3 separate regions of the Sus scrofa genome follow, and regions 1 and 2 are each linked to region 3. Evidence: chromatin contacts called from public Hi-C data. All regions are on one chromosome and are shown on one strand. The core of a region is the stretch at or near the end of the contact, and the rest is flanking DNA. Distances in the headings are between cores, read along the strand shown.

Region 1 (2,700 bases), core at 127-2,626, 94 kb after region 3:
CAGCCTACACCACAACCACAGCAACGCTGGATCCTTAACCCATTGAGCAAGGCCAGGGGTCAAACCTGCATCTTCACGGACTCTATGTCGGGTTCTTAACCTGCTGAGCGACAAGAGGAACTCCTAAACTTTTGATATTGGTGGTTGGGGAGGGACAACTAGGTATCAGAACCCCTCTGGTTTCCCTAGGTCACTCTCCTGTCATTGGGGAGACTCTGCTATTCCTTTCACAGCTTGGTCTGGGTGGGATTTCTGGACCCGTCCTTTAGCCCGCCATGGCAGACCGGCTTCCTTGAGCAAGATCAGGCTGGAGAAGTTCATCGAGAAGAGGCTGACTCTGTAGTTCCAGTTCTCTGAGCTTAAGGATCCAGAGAATAGGAACTGGATAGGGTATCAGCATAGGGAAAGACATCGGGATTTTGGACTGGGGACTGATCGCATCCCCTGAACCATGGTGGCATAGGCGTTTCCCTTTCCAACATCACTCTTCTGGCCCATCAGTGATTTCATTTTTTTTTTTTTTGTCTTTTCTAGGGCCGCTTCCCGCGGCATATGGAGGTTCCCAGGCTAGGGGTCTAATCGGAGCTGTAGCCGCTGGCTTACACCACAGCCACGGCAACGCCAGATCTAAGCCGCGTCTGCAATCTACACCACAGCTCACCGCAACGCCAGACCCTTAACCCACTGAGCAAGGCCAGAGATCGAACCCGCAACCTCATGGTTCCTTGTCGAATTTGTTTCCACCGCGCCACGACGGGAATTCCATGGTTTCATTTTTCATATTACATTGACCGCCATCTGAAAGGTTCATTTGTTGGTGGGTTGTTTTCCCCCCTCCCCGACCTGCGCATCCCATGAGGGCAGGGACCAAGTCGCCTTGCTCATGCCTTTTCTCCAGGATACTTGGCACATATAGGGTCTCAAATGAATAAATGCATGCCTGGATGAGCAACGCCCTAAACCAGTCTCCGAGATGAACTGGTCCGAGCCCAGGCTCATACTCGAGTGCTGCCTGGGGTGGGTGCTGGCTTCATCCTTATGACTTGGAAGGTGTTGAGTCCAGCAATCTCTCTACTGGGGGTTCCAGCCAGTCCCCGGACCTTTCTCAACAGCCAGGCGGCTGCTGTCCAGCGGGCCAGGAGGCGGCTCACTGCGCCTGCGCCGAAATCCCCACCCTCCCTCTCCCACCTCCCCTGTGCCCCCACAAGTGCAAAGCCGAGACGCGCGCATGCGCTGTCGCCCCCGCAACGCGCGCTACTTCCGAGCGCATGCGCCGCTCTCACGCCCGCCGACGCGCCTGCGCACTGCCCGCCGCCCGCGGGTCCGGCTGGCGCTTGCGTGGTGGCACCCGCGATTGGGGGGGCGAGGAGGTGGTGGAGGAGGAGGAGGAGGAGGAGGAGGCGGCGGCGGCGGCGGCGGCGGCGGCGGCGGCGGCGAGAAGATGGCGACTTCGAACAATCCGCGGAAATTCAGCGAGAAGATCGCGCTGCATAACCAGAAGCAAGCGGAGGAGACGGCGGCTTTCGAGGAGGTCATGAAGGACCTGAGCCTGACGCGGGCCGCACGGGTAAGGGGGTTGCCCGCGCCGACCCCTCAGGGCCGGAGAGGGAGGGAAGGGGCGCGTGTCCGCGTGCAGCGGGAAGGGGGGCGCGGGACGGGGGCGGGGCGCCGCGCGGCGGGGGCGGGGCTTGGCACGGCCCGAGGGGACAGGTGTCCCCACGCTCCGGGCGTCGTGGGCGGGACCGGTACCCCCACATCATCGATACCTGAAGGGGTACAGGTGGCCCTACAACGTTGTTACTTGAAGCGGGGACCAGGTTATTACTATATCATTGTTATTTGTAGGGGCAGGGACCTCTACATCATTACTACCTGGAGGGAACAGGTGCCACTACATCATTGTTACCTGAGGGGGGAAAGGTGTTCTCACATCAATGCTACCTGAGGTGGATAGATGCCCTGAGCTATGCCATGGTCTAGGGGAGACAGGCTGATACTGAGATGTGTGAACTTGGCGCTGCTTGCAAGCATCCCTGTTACCTTGGGAGGGGAGATAGGTGCTTCCATATCATTGGTATCTAAGGGGTGGCAGATGCCCACACATCACTGCTGCCTGAAGGGACAAGTGTCCCTACATAATTGTCACCTGTGCTCTCACACCCTGGGTCTTGGGAGAAGGACAGGAACCCCTCCTTGCAGACCTGAGATGGAATATGTATCTCTCCCTTTTGGAAACCTGAGGGCAAGATCTGGTGCCGTCCCCTGTGGGAACCTGAGGGGATTGGGAAGGCAGATTGGGCTCAGTCTTGGAGATTGGAGTGGAGCCCCTTCCCCATGCAACCTGTATGGTGGGGGCCAGGTGATGGACAAGAGACAGCTGGCCACAGATGGCCCCTGGCCCTTCAGGACCAGGGTGGAGAGTTAGTTCTTCCTCAGATGGCTGAGCGCATTTCATGTGCAGGGGCAGGCCAGGTTACCTGCTAACCTAACCTTGGAAGCTGCTGTAGGCCTGGAGCAGGGGCTTGTTTGTGGCTGGGGTGGGAGACCTGGCCTTCTTGTGGGCCCTAGCGTCTGGCAGCCGCCTCAAGGTGCCAAGCTCTTCAGCTCTTGGTGTCCTCTCTTGTGGAGTTTGTCTATCAAGCCCTTCCTCATGGGTCAGGGAGTGGAGCATGCTTTGCACAGGTGGCAGTAAGTCTCTGA
Region 2 (2,700 bases), core at 107-2,606, 84 kb before region 3:
ACATCACCAATAGGTCCACAGCACAGATGGGACCTGTGGGCCAGCACAGGACTCCAGCTGCTCATCCTTGCAGCATGCCCCTTACAGTGATGATGTGCTGGTGTGTTCCTTTGAAACACACCTCTGTTTTCCTGGGACCTGGGACCTGTTCACACCACAGGACAGGTCCTGGGTTCCCATGCAGTGGCTGGGGGAAGGGAGTGGTGGGCCTGTGTCTAGCTTTTTTTTTTTTGTCTTTTCAGGGCCACACCTGTGGCATATAGAGGTTCCCAGGCTAGGGGTGGAATCAGAGCTGCTACTGCCAGCCTACACCACAGCCACAGCAACCAAATCCGAGCCGCATCTGCGACCTACACCACAGCTCACAGCAACGCCGGATCCTTAACCCACTGAATGAGGCCAGGGATCAAACCTACGTCCTCATGGATACTAGTCAGATTTGTTTCCACTAAGCCACGAAGGGAACTCTGTATGTCTGGTTTCTAAGCAGCAATAGCATCACAGTCTAAGGAACACAAAGCACTCAGGACATACCCAGAGGCAGGGACCCCACCTCGATCTGGGCTGTGACTCAGTTTCCCCACCAAATAAAGCATATCTGGCCCAGGACAATGGTGAAGATGAGATGAGTAGGCATCAATCGTGGGCAGGGCATGCTGAGAGGTCCAGCTGCTCTGGCACTCCCGCTTGGCCACACTCTCTCCAACTCCTGCAGGCCAGTGTCTTGGGTGTCTGTGAATTAGGCAGGCATTGGGCCCTGAGGAGCTCAGAGATGGGCAGCACTTGCCCCCAGTAAACTGTGACATGGGATGCATGTGCCATGGTTTATATAACCGCTGGAGCCTAGCTAGGCAAAGCCACAGGACCCAGGGAGAACAGATGGCCTGGCCTGCAGACAGACAGCACTAGTCCTGGCCAAGGTACAGGGATCAGCACAGGGAGGACACTCAGGCTGTTTTATTCCAGGCTGACCCTCTGGCCCTCTGCCAACACTGGGTGAAGGCCAGTGGCAGCTGAAAAACACAGACAGGAAAACCTCACATTCCAGCTGCCAGCCCCTGCATCCAGAACCTTGTCACCAGAGGTGACGGGCGTGCCATAAAGTAATCCCTGGGCGTGAGCACAGGAGCTTGTCACAGCTAAATAGACACAAAAGGCAGAGCCACAAGTGGTCAACCAGGAGGGGCAGTACTGAAGGTCAGGGGGCAGCAGGTCTCATGCAGGCCTCATCCAGGCCTTGCGCCCACGCTGTTGCATTACCTCAGCCCACCAAGCACATCTCTTTGGTAACGTGAGGAACACTAAAGCATGAGAACTCCATCAGCACTGGACAGAATGTGGCTCAGGGCCGAATCCCCCCTGCCCTGAGCCCAACTGTCACATGTGAATGCAGGCAGCTCAGCCTGTCTGAGCCTTGTCTGTCAGACCAAGGATGCAGCAGTTTAGGCCACAAAGAGGGGTCCAGCTCCCCCGCCCTAGCCCTCACGGCTGGCTCAAAATGCTGTGTGACCACCTCAATGCTCAGCCAGTCCCTGCTTCAAGGAGAGATCCCCAACATTCACAGGGAGAGCCAAGGAGGCACAGAGTGGCTCAGGGCAGAAAGAGCCCAGCTTAGGGGAGATGGACAGTCTGTACCAGCCATCCTGGGACTGCAGATGACTTTGGGCTGATGGTCATCCCTGTCCCCACCTCCTTGAAGCAGGATGAGTGCTGCCCAGATGAAAGGCTGCCCCATTGGCCCAGGCCCACCCACTCTGACCCTCTGGTATATTTCAGGAGGAGGGGCTCACCCAGGACACACCCAGTGGTAGGCAAGGCCAAAGCTTGTGGTGGAGACCCACAGAGCAGCAATGCCAGGGCCCTGGCCAGCCACACAGACCCTAATCTCAACATAAACACATTTCTTTATTAGGATCAAAAAAAGGGCATTCCCTGGTGGTCTGGCAGTTAAGGATTTGGCATTGTCAGAGCTGTGGCTTGGGTTCGATTCCAGGCCCGAGAGCTTCTGCATGTCGCAGATGCACGGACCAAAAAAAAAAAAAAAAAAAAAAAAAGAGAGAGAGATGGAGAAGCTCACATTGTCTAAAAATCAAACCCAGGAGTTCTCTTGCAGCACAGCATGTTAAGGATTCAGTGTTGTCACTGCAGTGGCTTGGGTCATGCTGTGGCATAGGTTTATTTCCTGGCCCAGGAATTTCCCAATGTCGTGGGAACAGCCTCCCCCCCCAAAAAAATCAAACCTGAACTGCCTGCTATGACTCACCTTCAACAGGAAAACATATAAGTATACACACACACACACATGCAAGCACGCATGCCCCTACTCCTGGTTATAGGAGGCAGAGGGAGCTTCCACAAACTGACTTGGGTGTCTATGTGCACAGATGCAAGCAAACAGGCTTGTCCTGTCTTGGATGGTCCTGGGCACCTGAGGGGCCTCCGACATCCGCTTCTGAGGTCTGGGGCTTGAGACAGGGTGTTGGTTCCGCTGTGGGTGCGTCAAGTCCCTGCCAGAGCCCTTCCATCAACCCTCTGTGAAATCTGACACAAGTCAGGCCCGCAGTCCTGATCTGTGGGGCTTTTGTCCACAGTGCAGGTGGGAGCTTAGATGAGACAAATCCAGGCCCGAGTGGGGGTGGGGCAGGGGCTAAAAGGTGGAGGCAGCACTTGGTATTCCATTCAGGTAAAAACAAGACAGAA
Region 3 (2,700 bases), core at 49-2,548:
CGTTGCTGTGGCTGTGGTGTAGGCTGGCAGCTGTAGCTCTGATTGGACCCCTAGCCTGGGAACTTCCATATGCTGCAAGTGCAGCCCTAAAAAGCAAAAACAAACAAACAAAAAACAACCCAAAAAAACAAAAAACAAAACAAACTATTGGTTTCAAGTTCCCACTGTGGCACCACAGCATCAGCAGCGTTTTGGGAGCTCTGGGATGCAGGTTTGATAAGGATCCAGTGTTGCCAAAGCTATGGCTTGGGTTGCAACTGCAGATTGGATTTGATCCCTGTCTTGGGAACTCTGTATGCTGCAGGGCAGCTGAAAAAAAACCCACAAAACAAAAACTATTGATTCAACTATAAGAATATATAGAAATCCTGGAATCCTGGCCTTATAAATAAGAATCCTAGTCATCATTAACTATTCAATGAATGAAGGAAGGAGAGCATGGCAGTGATAATACAGTTTACCCCTAGTTTATTGAGGGCTTGCATTGGACCAAGTCTTTTGTTGCAAGAGATTTACCTGCATGATCTCATAAAGTTAAGCCACTTGCACCAGGCCCCCCCAACCAGGATTTGATAGAACTGGAATTTGAACTCAGATATGTCCAATTCCAGGGCTCTCAAAGAGACTTCCGTGTGCCCAGGAGCATGTGTATTTCTCCCAAGCTCTTGGTAACCTTAAGAGGCAGATCCTGTGTTCACCTGGACTCACAGTTAAACTGAGGACCAGAAAAATAAGATATATAATATGTAACACATATCACAAGGCCTCAATAACTAAGGATAATTAATCCGGAGTTCCCGTTGCGGCTCAGTGGTTAAAGAATCCGACTACGAACCACAAGGTTGCAGGTTTGATCCCCGGCATGGCTCAGTGGGTTAAGGATCCGGTGTAGCCATGAGCTGTGGTGTAGGTTGCAGATGTGGCTCGGATCCTGCTTGGCTGTGGCTGTGGCATAGGCTGGTAGCGGCAGCTCTGATTTGACCCCTAGCCTGGCCAGAAAAAGGTCACCAAAAGCAGAGCAGGGATTTTTGAAGCGGAATGAGTCTGATTCCCAGCCTGGAAAACATAACACGTGGGTCTGGGTCGACCACAGGCCACTAGAGCACTATATGCCCTTGTGGGAATGCCCGCCACTCTCGGATCTCTGTCTTACCACTTACAAAACTGGGCGTGTTTTCAGCCTCTCTCTCCACCCCTCCCCCCGCCCTTCCGGGCTGCCAAGGAGCAGGGTTTTGGAAACTACGCAGGCGCGCGAGGGACTGCTTGATTGGCTATTTGTTATGAACCCCCTCCCCGCAAACAGTAACTGCGTCTAAGTCCCACCTCTTCCTGCCGCGCCTCCACGCACGCAAGTCGGCCCCGGGCACGTTGCGGACACGCGCGCTAGCACTCATGGTACGTGATGACGTTGAGGCGGCACTGGCGCCATCCCGGAAGCGCGAGCAAGGCCGCCAGATGTGCAGGTGCTGCTGCCACCGACGCCGGGGCCGAGTTCAGGGTGGGGCTGGGGACGCAGGGGCTTCTGGGCAGCTGGGCCGGGCGGGAGCAGTCCCCGGGCTGTCGCGGGGTGGGGCGCGCCGCTGGCAACATCTGGACACCCTGCGCACAGGCCTCAGTTTCCCCGGCTGCGCAGTGGACGCGCGGACGGCGCCGTGGGCTGGATCCGGATCCGGGGCGCCAGAGTTGGGGGCGTCTATGTTGAAGCTGTGCTATATCACCCAGAACCGGGCTTTTCCCTGCTTAGGCCTCAGTTTCCCGGCTTCACAGGGGCGGGGCTTGAGGGGCTTTGTGAGCCCCGCCGCACTGGGGGGTTTTGCAGAGCTGGGGTAGCCCAGTTAAATTCTGTTAAATGATCTAGGTGGAGTCGCGGCGTCTCTCTGCCTAGGTGTGTGACCTTGGGCAACTGAGCCCACCTCTCTAGCCTTGGTTGCCTTCGGAAATGATAGTGTCAGTCTATCTGCCTCTCAGGGGTGATTAGGGATTAAATGAAGTGTTTTACAAGTGTTCGTTTGTATTCTTGGAAGCACTGGGGAGACCCTCATTAGAATAGTGATTCTTGGCCCAGTCCTAGGTTTTCTTAACACTCCCCTCGGAGAAACTGCCTGCTACCAGTCCACTGTCTCATCACTATTGGTTTCATTACCCAAAGATAGTGTTGTGAGATTCTGATTCTTTGTTATTCCTAGCTTCTGGATGAGAAGGACCCAGGAGGTGAGGTGACTTTCCTAAGGTCACGGAGCCTCCCTCTCTGCGTGTTTCCCCCATAAATATATTTGGAGCTGGGACTAGTGCCTATACTGGATCATTTTTCACCCTGTATATGGGTCAGACCGATACTTAGTCAGGGAAGGCTTCCCGTGAGAAGCAGCTGGTGAGGGAGTATGCATTGAATCTCTCAGCCCTCACATCTGGGAGCCAGAGACAGGAAAGAGCCTTACTTTGAAGCAGAACCATTTCCCGGGGTCCAAATGTTTTGCCCTCCAGGCCTAGTTGTGGGGTTCCTGCCACATGCCTCTGTCCTTTGAGAGCCCAAGTATCCTCTTTATATATGATCTTTGGAAATGTGGAGGCTGTGAGCGTCCATACCTGGCACACAGTCAGAACAAAATAAACATGGTGATTATTGGGGGCGGGGGAGGGGGGTTTCATCAGGTGTGGCAGTTCATCTCCAGAAGGCACATAAGGCTGCAGACCCTAGCT

The links. Hi-C and Micro-C count contacts between places; a contact is called where the count stands out from the background.
Region 1: a contact with region 3 is called in a Hi-C map of liver, with 3 times the contacts expected there. The contact joins the promoter of CRTC1 here to the promoter of KXD1 in region 3. A contact is called at or near these places in 2 of 47 Hi-C or Micro-C datasets (epiblast stem cells and liver).
Region 2: a contact with region 3 is called in a Hi-C map of skeletal muscle, with 6 times the contacts expected there. The contact joins the enhancer-like site here to the promoter of KXD1 in region 3. A contact is called at or near these places in 1 of 5 promoter capture datasets (fetal liver), 13 of 47 Hi-C or Micro-C datasets (alveolar macrophages, embryonic fibroblasts, fetal skeletal muscle and 7 more) and 2 of 2 datasets of contacts at active chromatin or transcription factors (alveolar macrophages and skeletal muscle).

Annotation. Positions count from the first base shown.
Region 1 is chr2:59,155,872-59,158,571 of Sscrofa11.1, reverse strand. It overlaps CRTC1 (CREB-regulated transcription coactivator 1), which reads left to right and starts at 1,376. Exons shown (of 17, transcript XM_003123525.4): 1 at 1,376-1,567. The coding sequence starts at 1,442.
Region 2 is chr2:59,333,802-59,336,501 of Sscrofa11.1, reverse strand. The region is part of intron 3 of ELL (RNA polymerase II elongation factor ELL); the gene reads right to left. Among named protein-coding and RNA genes, the nearest start is that of ISYNA1, 29 kb to the left of the region's middle. Within about 2 kb of position 1,356, at least 13 of the 83 cell types and tissues checked have an H3K27ac peak or open chromatin away from gene starts, as enhancers often do. A contact at or near this core is called in fetal liver, omental adipose tissue and skeletal muscle, where this site is marked.
Region 3 is chr2:59,249,491-59,252,190 of Sscrofa11.1, reverse strand. KXD1 (kxDL motif-containing protein 1) reads left to right here and starts at 1,298. Exons shown (of 5, transcript XM_013991423.2): 1 at 1,298-1,395. The coding sequence starts at 1,393.